Linked DNA regions of Oryctolagus cuniculus: region 2 is linked to region 1. The links are chromatin contacts, called in public Micro-C maps. All regions are on one chromosome and are shown on one strand. The core of a region is the stretch at or near the end of the contact, and the rest is flanking DNA. Distances in the headings are between cores, read along the strand shown. Region 1 overlaps HECW2 (HECT, C2 and WW domain containing E3 ubiquitin protein ligase 2). Region 2 has its middle 6.0 kb from the start of DNAH7.

The links. Hi-C and Micro-C count contacts between places; a contact is called where the count stands out from the background.
Region 2: a contact with region 1 is called in a Micro-C map of ear pinna, with 7 times the contacts expected there. The contact joins two enhancer-like sites. A contact is called at or near these places in 4 of 6 Hi-C or Micro-C datasets (ear pinna, embryonic fibroblasts, skin fibroblasts and 1 more).

What each region holds. Positions count from the first base shown.
Region 1 is chr3:44,064,130-44,069,751 of mOryCun1.1, reverse strand. HECW2 (HECT, C2 and WW domain containing E3 ubiquitin protein ligase 2) reads right to left here. Exons shown (of 29, transcript XM_051849334.2): 16 at 2,666-2,768. Among named protein-coding and RNA genes, the nearest start is that of STK17B, 100 kb to the left of the region's middle. Within about 2 kb of position 2,866, at least 1 of the 8 cell types and tissues checked has an H3K27ac peak or open chromatin away from gene starts, as enhancers often do.
Region 2 is chr3:44,233,689-44,239,551 of mOryCun1.1, reverse strand. No RefSeq gene overlaps it. Among named protein-coding and RNA genes, the nearest start is that of DNAH7, 6.0 kb to the left of the region's middle. Within about 2 kb of position 4,536, at least 1 of the 8 cell types and tissues checked has an H3K27ac peak or open chromatin away from gene starts, as enhancers often do.

The DNA of each region.
Region 1 (5,622 bases), core at 1,617-4,116:
GAGCTACAGTTTAACTACTACTATATTACATTCTAATTTGTATCTAACCTATTATCTGATTATTAGAAAACATCTGGTGGAAATGGTTTATTAAGCATTTTTTAACAAAATTTTATTTATTTGAAAGTCAGATTTATAGAGAGATCTTCCATCTGCTGGTTCATTCCCCAAATGGCTACAATGGACATGGCTGGTTCAAGCAGAAGCCAGGAGCCAGGAGCTTCTTCCAGTTCTCCCATGTGGGTGGCAGGGGCCCAGATGGTTGGGTCTTCTGCTACTGCTTTCCCCAGGCCATTAGCAGGGAGCTGAATCAGAAGTGGAGCGGCTGGGACACAAACCCATGCCCACATGGGATGCCAGCATCACAGGCAGGCCGCTTTATTCACTATGCTACAATAACAGACACTACTTACATATTTTTATTAAACCCATTTGATCAGCCCCATATTTATGATATTTAGTTCACCAGGAATACTGCTGACATTGATCACTTTAAGCTTACCAGGATCAACCTTACAACAAATGGTAAGTCAGAAGTAGAAAACCATCTTCTGGTCAAACTTCTGATTGAGTATCAGCCAGACAGAGGTTATGAGTCAGAACCAGAGTTGTCAAACTATAATAGTTGCCACTGACAGCTATGACTAAAATGCAGAAGACAGAGCACTCCCAAACTCTATGTGGAAATAAATAACATTAAGCCCCAAATAGTTCTTCACCAAACCAACAATATTAACAGTCATAAGTATCATCATCATCAACCATGTACAAAATATGTTTTTAAAATAACCACTATATCATAGTCAAGTCTGGATGAAAAAATTTAAAAATAGCTAATTAAAGTTTACTAAGGACCTATTAATATTGCTCTTGTCAAGAAAATAATTTTTAAAATGATTCAGTTTGGTTATACTTATTAATAATCGGAAGGAGGCACAAATTCACAGAAAACAGATTGACCCTCAAACAAGAGAGATCCTGGTGCAGTCAACAATTTTGTTTATAACTATAACTAAGAAATATGCTTTCCTAAAAATAACAAGCAATTAAACAAAAGTATGCTTCAGTATTTATGTATCAACTCAAATTTTAGCTACATCACACTATCTATATATATTTTAATGAAATATGAAAAAGACGTTTTAATAGATACTATCTGCTAAAATGGAATCCCACTGCTAACTCAGAGTTTCTCTAAATTAACATTTCATAACACATGAATAATGGAGACACTTATGTAATTGAATTGAAGTTTATATTCTACCCAAGAGCAGAGACTTGATAAATTTTAAGCAAAAATTGTATAGTATTTTAAAATTCGACATGCAATATTTAGTATTGTGTTAATAGTGATATCATAAACCACAAACTGCTAGACTTTGACCCTAGATTTCTTCCTATCAGTAGTTGTCAAACTTCTTTATGTCATGGCCATTATACTTCAAGATAAATTTTTTTAATTAAAAAATTTAAAGCAGAAGCAAACAAATAGAGAATTTCTCTAATTTAAGCTGTAGAGAAGAACTTGTACATTCCTCTATCCACCTGTCTACCCCACCTGCCTTAGAGATTCTATAATTGAAAATCACTGATTTACTTAAACCTTATCATTTAACAAATTTTTTAAAAAGACTGAGTTATTTATTTGAAAGTCAGAGTTACAGAGAGAGAGAAAGATCTTCCATCTGCTGGTTCACTCCCCAAGTGTTTGCAATGGCCAGGGCTGAGCCAGGCCTAAGTTTAGAGCTTTATCCCACATTGGGCAGCAGGCGCCCAAACACTTAAGCACTCTTTCACCACTCTTCCCAGGCCATTAGCAGGGAGCTGGATTGGAAGTGGAATAGCCAGGACTTGAACCAGCACCAATATGGAATGCCAGTGTTGTAGGCTACAGTTTTACCTGCTATGCTACAATGCTGGTCCCAAACCTTATTATTTTAATAACTATTCAAGTTGTTTTCTACTATATGCCTGCATTGATTTATTTTTAACTTTCTTTTTTTTAGGCTCTTGATGCCTCCAATTTGCTACAAAATATCTCAAGAATGTGCTATTGAAGCAGATATTTTGTCTAGTAGATAAGACACCAATTAAGATGCCTGCATACTACACTGGAATGCCTGGGTTCAATTTCTGGCTCCTGCTCCCAATTCCAGCTTCCTGCAATGCAGACTCTGGAAGGCATAATGTGATGTTTCCAGCCTTAGTCCAACTGGGGAGTGAATTAGTAGATGAGAGTCCTATCTCCCTCTCTGATTCTCTCAAGTAAAAAAAAAAATATGCTATCATTGTTTTTTTTAATTTGCGAGGCTATTACAGATTCCCACATCATCTAAATTCTGTCTCAAACCTCAAGTATACACTTGTCCAAATGCTTACCTCACAATGATTGCAAAATAAACAGTTTTCCTCAACTTCAGCAATATAATAGTTCTCAGAAATGGCAGAATAATAATAGTTTTAAAATCTCCTCCTATAGAATTTTGCAAGACAAAGCCCTTGGAGATTTAAGTCTCCAGGATTTGCTCTAAATTTCTTAAGGATAACGAGGCAATTTCTGAATGCACATCAAAAGTAGCAGGCGGACAACAAGGAAGTATTTGCACAGTATACGTGGTTTCCTCTGACATGAAAGCACAAAAGCTTCTGGAAAGGGGTCACATACCCACTGGAACCATGTCCTGGTACTGTGGCCTGCTGACTGTATTGAATGTACTGGATGGCCTGGGAAGAACTGGTGGTCCTGCATGTCGAGAATCTTCTCCTACCTGCAAACACAAGCATCATTTATGTTCTGTGCTCAGAGCTACAGAGCTTTCTATCAGCAATCTCAACCAAATTGTTCCAAGTACTTAACAATGAGCATGGTGAAATACCAAAGGACTGGAACAGCTGCCAGCTGTGGAGCTGAAACAAGGTTCTCAGTCCTTGAAAGCCCCACTTTAGTAGCTGAACAGAGAGAAGAATGGCACAGCCATATCCTTAAAAGGAGGTGGGATAGTGGCTATTTAGCACTGAAGTAGTTCAATATGCTTATGATTACTAAGAATGCAGCAGCTAAATAGCAGACCTGTTGATCAGGAATAACTTCTGCATTGACAGAACACAACCTGCAACAATACTGTCAATGGGAAGAACTGGGTGGTACAAAATATATTGGGACAGTGCCAAGATGTTCCTTCCATTGGCCAAGGCAGGCCAGAGAATTCCCTGTCTCAGCAGAGGAGGGATGAAGAGCAGCAATCTTCCTGTGGGGTTCTGAGTTAATGTATCATCTCCTTAGAAGCAATTTTACATGCCTATTAGAGCACCTGGCACAACAGCTCTTTCTGGTTTGAGCCTCCCACAACAGGGAGCTAACAGCAGCAGGTGTGGAGGAGCTAAATTGGGTTGCCCTAACCTGAATTATTTATTGTACTTATTATAGATTTAGAAACTCATACACAAAAGCAGATAGCTAAGTATACCCATTAATAGTCTTAGTAGAAAGCTCTAACACTAGTCTAGCTTTGCCTTAGCATTTCCCCCCAAATACTAGAGGTCTTTTAAGACAACAGTAGAACAGTAGAAAAAGCAGAGAACAAAAGGAAAAATAACATAGATTGATATATTGATATTTTTAAAATAGAGCTTGTATTCCCACCCACTGAAACCTTCACAACCATTTTATCATACTACATCAGTTAGCCGTTGGCTGAGGATTTTTCTAAAGATCTAACACAAGAAATATCTTCCCCACCCTTTGCTGCTTGCTTATCCCTCAAGAATGCTCTTACCCATTCTTCAAAGCCTGGTTCAAACAGTCCCTACTCAACGAAGACTTCTCTTCCCTTTGAGATCAAGTCAAATGAATCTCCTCAGAGCTTTTGCTATGCTTGATGTGTATTTCTAAAGTAGTTGTAATTATTAACAGTTTTTATTATTTATCAATTATACTTTAGTAAAGGCAGAAAGAGAAAGAAAAAAATCTATCATTATCTAAAAGGGTAAAGACACACTTTTCCTTCTCTACTATTATAAAAGTTTATAAAGCATTTTTCACTCATGTTTATTCATTTGTATTATGATTTTACAGATTCTCTCTCAATTAAGGAAACACATGTTATTTATTTGTGCCCCCTACAACATCAACCACCATGTCGAACACACGGAGTAGGTGTTTGGTAAGCGTTAATGTGTTGTATGGGAAAGATATCAAGATTTCTACTGACCAGAGGATGGGCTGAATGAGTAGGAGATGGAGGATGGAAAGACTCAGATATACAAGTAGGAGTTTTCTCACCTTGCTTGTTTTGAGTTAGTAGCTTAGAGTCACTCTCTGGGGGGATTCAATCATTAACTACACACTATCAGTCAGTCAGAAAATTTATGACCTCAATATGCTGAGATGTACTTTCCCTCCTGTCAGTAGGCTGCCATGTGTTTTCATTTCTGAGAACAGCCAGAGGTCTTCTCGAGACCTCACTTGTGGAATCAGATTGTGGTAAGGATGTGCACACTTCCAACAGCTGCATCAGAAAAGATGTCCCTGCAAAGATTTAGCAACACCATGGCTGAACGCTGTGTCTTGAGGGAGTTATTTCTGTTCTACTGGTCAGTTAATATCAATAGGATGAGAAATCTTCACTCAAATTTTAACAGACCCCTTAGGGTCCCTCCCTCACAACAGTCTAGTGCTGGACCATGAAAACAATTCCAGTTGTAAGGTAGAAGGTTTAAAAAGCAAGTATATCTAACTATCCTATGCATGTTTCCTAGGAAAACAGTCTTGATTGGCCTGAACAGTCAGACTCATGAACTCACAATAAGGGAAGTGGCTCAAGTGCACTCTCCATGTGAGAAGTCAGACAGTCATAATTATGCTACATATTGCATACAGGTCCAAAGGTTTGTTCTGCTTTTAAGACAAATGCTGCTAGCGTCATCTAGTTCACCACTAATGGTTTATATGAGAGCAAGGTAAAGATTTATTAGCTACTCATAAAACATAAATATTTTTTGTACATACCTCATCCCGCAAAAGATTTATATATCATTTTTATATGAGCTTCTCATGTATATTCTTCTGTGTCTACACTTAAAACCAGCAAGCACATGAGGCATTAGAGCAAGCATGTAAATTATGAAGGGAAATTCCAAGAGTGGAATTTTGATGAACCAAATCCAGTTATTTATTGCATTCATAATTTTTTCTTTTAACAGAAGCTATAAAAATATTGGCCCTACAATATAATATTGAAAATATGACATACACACAGATAGAAAAGGCATGCCAGAAAAGAATCTTAATTCTATTTATCTAAGGAAATTTTTAGAAACAATGTACATCAATGATGACATACACTTGAAGCATAAGCCCATATTAAAGGGGAGAAAATTTGTCCTAAAACATTCCTTCTAGTAATTTAAGCTGCTGAAGGAAAAAGTGAGATTTTTTTGGTCCTTTTGGTTAGGATATTAGAGGGCCCTCATGTGGTTACCATGGGTCACTGCAAAATGACAAAGTAGAGCACAGTAAAATTACAGTAATTCTTAGTTCAGCCAATTTTCTCCAGGCAACTCTCAGATGTATAATAATTTAAAGGAATACTAATGAGGATTCCACAATCCCACAGCCTTGGC
Region 2 (5,863 bases), core at 3,287-5,786, 170 kb before region 1:
AATGCAGAAAATTTACCTGGCACAAAGAAGAGAGAATACAAATGATCAAAGAACTAGAAGAGGGCTCAGTTGAAGCCTACGAATTCATGGTGATGGCAATCCACCTGACTCTGTGAGACTCTCCAAAGGTCTTCTACAGAACAGGCTTAGGTTCAGAGAAGACCAGCACATGGAGATTTTCCCAGGCTGATACAACAGAAGGACAGCAGGAGAATAAAGAATGGAGAATTTGTAGTAGTGGGGTTGAGATAATCACTGAAATTAATACAGAAGGAAAGAGGGCTGTTAATGGGGAGAAAGGGAGTGTTAAGCAGCTTGGGCGGGAGTCTCATCAAGAGCGACAGATTGAGAGAAACTCTAAAAGCAGAAAGCTTAGGAGTGAGGGTTTAGACTGCAGTTTCCAAAGTGGAGAAGTTCCAGTTGTTGACAGTCCCCCTTTGGTGGCCATGGAAGTGGGTGACTGAAGTGTTTTGGCCATGGAGCATCAGGAACTAAGGTGATAAGGCCATGGCTGTTCCCATGGTTGCTGAAGTTGGAGAGTAGAGAAGAAACCTGCAAGTCAAAGTCTTCAACAGATGAAGCAAGTGATAAGGAGGGAGGATGATATGAGCCTAAATTATAAGAATTTGTACTGGAAAATGGCATAAATATTGCAGATCTGATCTCCCAAACCTGGAAAGTGGAAGAATTGAAAAGTCCACTTTGAAACTGAGGCTTAGGGGAAAGACAAATTTCAGTAAAGGCCTAGTCAAGGGAGAAGCCTGAGAAGGAGTTGAAGATGTAGGGTCAGTTTTTCTTTTCACAGCCTGAGGACACAGGGAAAAGACTCAAACTCCAGGAGTCAGCCGTGTGGGAACAAAAAGCACCTGGAATGCGAGAGCCCTAGAAGGAAAAAGAAATACTTCTGGGTTTATGCCACCTGTGAGAGAGGTATTCTGCCAACAGGCTGCCAGAACCAGTGCCATCAAGTCCCAGGTGTTTCAAAGGACTTTAAGGCCCTTGGCAGAAGTCCACTCTCAACTGGATTACTTCACGGAGGATGATAGTCCACGTGAAGGGGCCGCAAGACAGAGATAGATTCTCAGAAACAGGACTGGACAGAGACGTGCATAAAAGACTCAGCCATTCAACGCCTGCTCTTTCCCATCTACAAACTTTTTTTCTTCATTCATCCCACCCTCAAAAGTCTAATTGAAATTTACAAACATCCGGCTCTTCTGAATTTCTGCTTTGCTGCTGCTTGACCTGGTGTCACCTTCTTGTTTGCAGAATCTTTAAATTTGTCTTATGTATGCTAAACTGATCTTCTGTATATAAAGAGAATCAAAAATGAATCTTGATGTGAATGGAAGGGGAGAGGGAGTGGGAAAGGGGAGGGTTGCGGGTGGGAGGGACGTTATGGGGGGGAAGCCATTGTAATCCATAAGCTGTACTTTGGAAATTTATATGCATTAAATAAAAGTTAAAAAAAATTGTCTTCAGTAGAGTACTTTGCCAGAATGATGGAAGGAAAACGGTTTTATAAAAACTGGTGAAACAATGCTTTTATATTTGTTGAGTATCATGATCTCTGTCAAGCAAAAGGAATATGGCTCCTGGAACTGAATTCCCATACTAATTCTCACAGTAATCAGTGATACCACAGTAAGACTGAGCACTGAGATGAGAGCAATTAAAGTAATCTCTGTCCTCACTGCTAAGGTTAAGTCCAGTTCACAGAAATCACCATATTTCTCAAAATGTTTGTAATGAATTTTAGGTTAAAGATATTGGGCCACCAGATCTTTCAGATTATAGGAATGCACTTTATGACTGCCGCTACTTGTCTCCCTGAAATACTCCCTTTGCCCAGTTTACTTTGAATACAGCTATCTGTATGCTTTTGACTTACTAATCTAGAAATGTGGAAATCCATTTTAAGAGAAGGTATCCGGGAGCAGAAGCTGGTTTTTTCCCCCCTATTAAAGCAAAAAGGAAATACCAAATAGAGAAGAGAAATTGACTTGCTGATGTTTTGGTTCCCTGAGCATGAAGTTCACTTGTATTTATAATCTTGTCTTTTTTTCTCATGGTTTGGGTGGGGTTTTTTTTTGTTGTTGTTGTTGTTAAATTATTCAATTAGACATGAACCAAATGCTTGGTTAAGAATTTCATGCCCATATTTGTGCTAATTCTAATGGAATATTTTATGAGAAGATACTTCATTTTCCTTTAAAAATACATTATGTAAGCTTATACAGCTGCTGAGTTTTGACTTCTTATGCAGTTATTTGTTCCTACTTAATTTTTGGCCTCCTGATTTGAAAATGTATATGTGGAAGGGGACAAGGAGTGCAAGTGTTGGTAATACATTCACCTTTTGAGGCAAGGTGACAGATCTTTATTTATTATTATAGGGGGCATGCATGAGGTTAAGAAAAATTAGTCCAAGAGCTGGTATTTTTGTCTCTGCCCATACTTTTCTCTTTGTGAATCTACACACATCCTTATTGTGTTCATCTTGCTCAGTCACACATTTATTGAACATCTGCTAGGCATTGTTCTGGGCATAGGAGATATAGGAGACAGGTCAAGATCCTCCCTGTTGCTCTAGGAAAAAGAAGTGGAATATTAGCAAGGAAAGAAGGATATTAATAAAATAATTCCAGCTGGTGAAAAAGTATGAGGAGAAAAAGAGCCACAGTGATGGGAGGGAAATCGCTCCAAGGAAACATTTGAGCTGAGACCTGCATGACAAAAAGGAGCCTGCCATTCAAAGGTGTGGGGAATAAGAGAAGCAAGGAAGTAGGAAGTAAGAGAGCAAGTTCTAAGATCTGAATATGGGAATGAGATTCACACGTTTTCATTGTTTGTCCTGGAGAAGGAACATAGTGAGGATGGATCTTGTTTTAATTAGAAACCATAGACTGAAATGAGGCAAGAGTGGAAGCAGGCAGCTCAATTAGTAGGTTATTGGAGTAGGTGAGGGGAGTAACACTGGTGATTTAAACCAGGGGCATAAGTGCTGATGGAGAGAAGGCATGCATTTTGGAAGAAAACCTAAAGGGACTTGTGGGTAGACTTGATGCCAGGGTTAAGCATAAGGGAAAAGGACTTTCAAGTTATTTTGGCTGAAACACTTGGTAGATAGTAATGCCTTTTAAAGGGGAAGGCCAAGGAGAGGGCATATTAGAAGGGGAAAGAAAATTAAAAACTCAGCTTTAAACATGTTAAATATGAGACAACCATTAAAAAATCCAAGTCAGATGTTGAGGAGACAGGAAGCTCTACAACTCTGGGTGTAGCTATAGTTGGGATTTAGAATAGAATTCATCCAGAGCCAGATGGTCATTGAAGCCACAAGATTAGCTAAGGTCATCAAATGAGAGGGAGGGAGGGGGGAGGAAGGAAGGGAGGGAGGGAGGGGAGGAGGAAGGAAGGGAGGGAGGGCGGGAGGAAGGGAGGAAGGAAGGGAGGGAGGGAGGGAGAGAGAAAGGGGGAGAGAAAGGGGGAGGGAAAGAAAAGAGAAAGGAGAGAAGAAAGGAAGAAAGGAGAGAAGAAAGAGAAAGAAAAGAAAGAAAGGGAAGGAAGAAGAAAGAGGTTTAAGGACCAAGCTCTGGGGCTATTGTTTTCTCTATCTGGAAACTGGAAATTTAAAGATTATATATTTTATCAACCCTTTAACGAGATTTATGCAAGCACAAAGAGTTACAATAGATAACTTAGATCTAAAAGAACACTACAAAATGTGGTTGACAATTCAGGCATGTGGTATTTGTGAAAACATTGAGCTATATATGAACCACTTCCCATAAAAACAGGTAACGATGTTGCTTTATTACCACACGTTGACCTTCTACTAATCACAACCAGAGGAGAAAAACACAGCTACTTGTATTAGTTTCTTTCAACACTAGAGGGAGATATATTCACCTGCAAATCAGAAAGAAAAACTATTTTACCAGACTTAGACTGTTTTAAATTTTTATACTTTTGCAACCATCAAGAAATATAGTCATGTATTAAAGCTGGAAAGAATTACATGTTTGGAAAGTAACCTGACTTCTTTATTAAGGTAGATTTAACAAAAGATTATTTCATATATGCTAAAGATATAGTATATTTTAGGTAATACCTTTGTCATTTTTTGTGCATGGGGAAGCAACAATATATAAATAAACTGATTTTTATTTGGAAAAACATCAGATCTTATTCCCTGGAAGCTCTGGAATATGTCCTTCATAGGCCAAAGTGTCAGAACTTTGCCTCTCAACCTTCTGTCTATAGATTTCATAAATGTGCTGTACTTGACATTCCATATTTCACAAGTGGCTTAAAGGTCATTGGCACAGAGTTGATTCTGAACTTTTTATTTGCCCTATAAAGCTTTTCAACTTTGCTAGGTAATCACGTAGATAGGTAGTGTTTTCATGATTGCTTGGGGCAACTAGAAAACTTTCTCTTTATTTGCTTTCATAATCTTTCCAAAGGACATACAGCAAGACATTCTCTGTTCCTGGTCAAAGGTTGAATACAATACCTCTCCAAAAATTTTTAGTCTGTCAAATGTTTTATTTGACCTTGTAACTAATTTGGCAAGTTCTCTTCTCTGTAATTTCAACACTGAAATATTTCTGGTATCTAAAAAAAAAAAAAAGAATAAGTTTTCTGTATCGAGAGCAGGAATATAGTTTAGGAAAAGGAAGTATTTTCTGGATCAAAGCTAGTTTAAAACATGATTTTGTCTCAACTGGTTGGTAGGGTGGGCAAGTTACTCTGTGATTTAAACTACTACTTATTTTCTCTTCTCTGAATTGGTTCCACAGCATTTTAGATTGATTTAGATAATATATTCAAACATCTAGCTCAATTCCTAGTACAAATTAGGTTTCCAAGTTCCCTGCACCTTCGTTTTTCATTCCACCTGCAGTGCTTTATAGAATGACCCTAAAAATCGTAAGTTCATTAATTATGTACTCTGAAGTATTTGTCAAGTACTGATGATAAGTACACAGTGTGTCCTGTGCCAAATTTCCAGGACGAGCTTGTAGAAGTACAGAATGTGACCAGAGTTGTATTGCCTTGTACTGTACACCACTAGGCCAGAAACAGCACTGCAGCAAGGTCCCGTGTGGTCTAGGGTGAGCCCCTGCTATATGTAAGCTTGAGAGTGAGGAGAAGACAGGGAGGCAACTGAAAGTTGGGCAGGGATTGCTTTCCCTGAAAGGAATTGCTTTCCCTTTACCTTCACAAATGTAAATTACAACTTCCAGCCCTTATAAAGGTCCAATTCAAATCTTTCTTTCCCCAAGAGATGTTCCCAGCCTGACTGAACTCCCTCTCCAAACACCTATAACATTTACCCAAATCAATTGTCTGACAATGCACACTTTGCATTCCTATTTAACCACTTCATTTACTAGTCTCCCCCAACCACGAAGTTTCTTATCAGGCTCAAGCACACCCTGTTACATAGTGTATTACTTTAGTACGTATCACAATGCTGTACATGAAGTAGACATTCTGCACATTCACGAATAACTGTTCATGTCAGTTTTCCTTCAGTTTACTTTGTCTCATGCATTTTAGTAATAGAACTCACCAAGGGTAAGGGTACAAATACAGTTTGAATCATTTTGATAACATTTGAAAAATTGTCTTTTTCCTTTAAATTGTAGATTCTTAAAAAGAAAGAACCAAAAAAGTATACATGGTAAGAGACTTCTGTTTGTGCAGTTTACTCTGGTACTCCTGCCATGGTTTTTTCTGAGTATTCACTTTCAATCAGAATGAATTAAAGTTACTATGATATAACAGCCATCACCTACACAGGTAATGAAGCAAGGAGAGTGCGTGATGAACATTTTCATCACCAGTAAGCAAA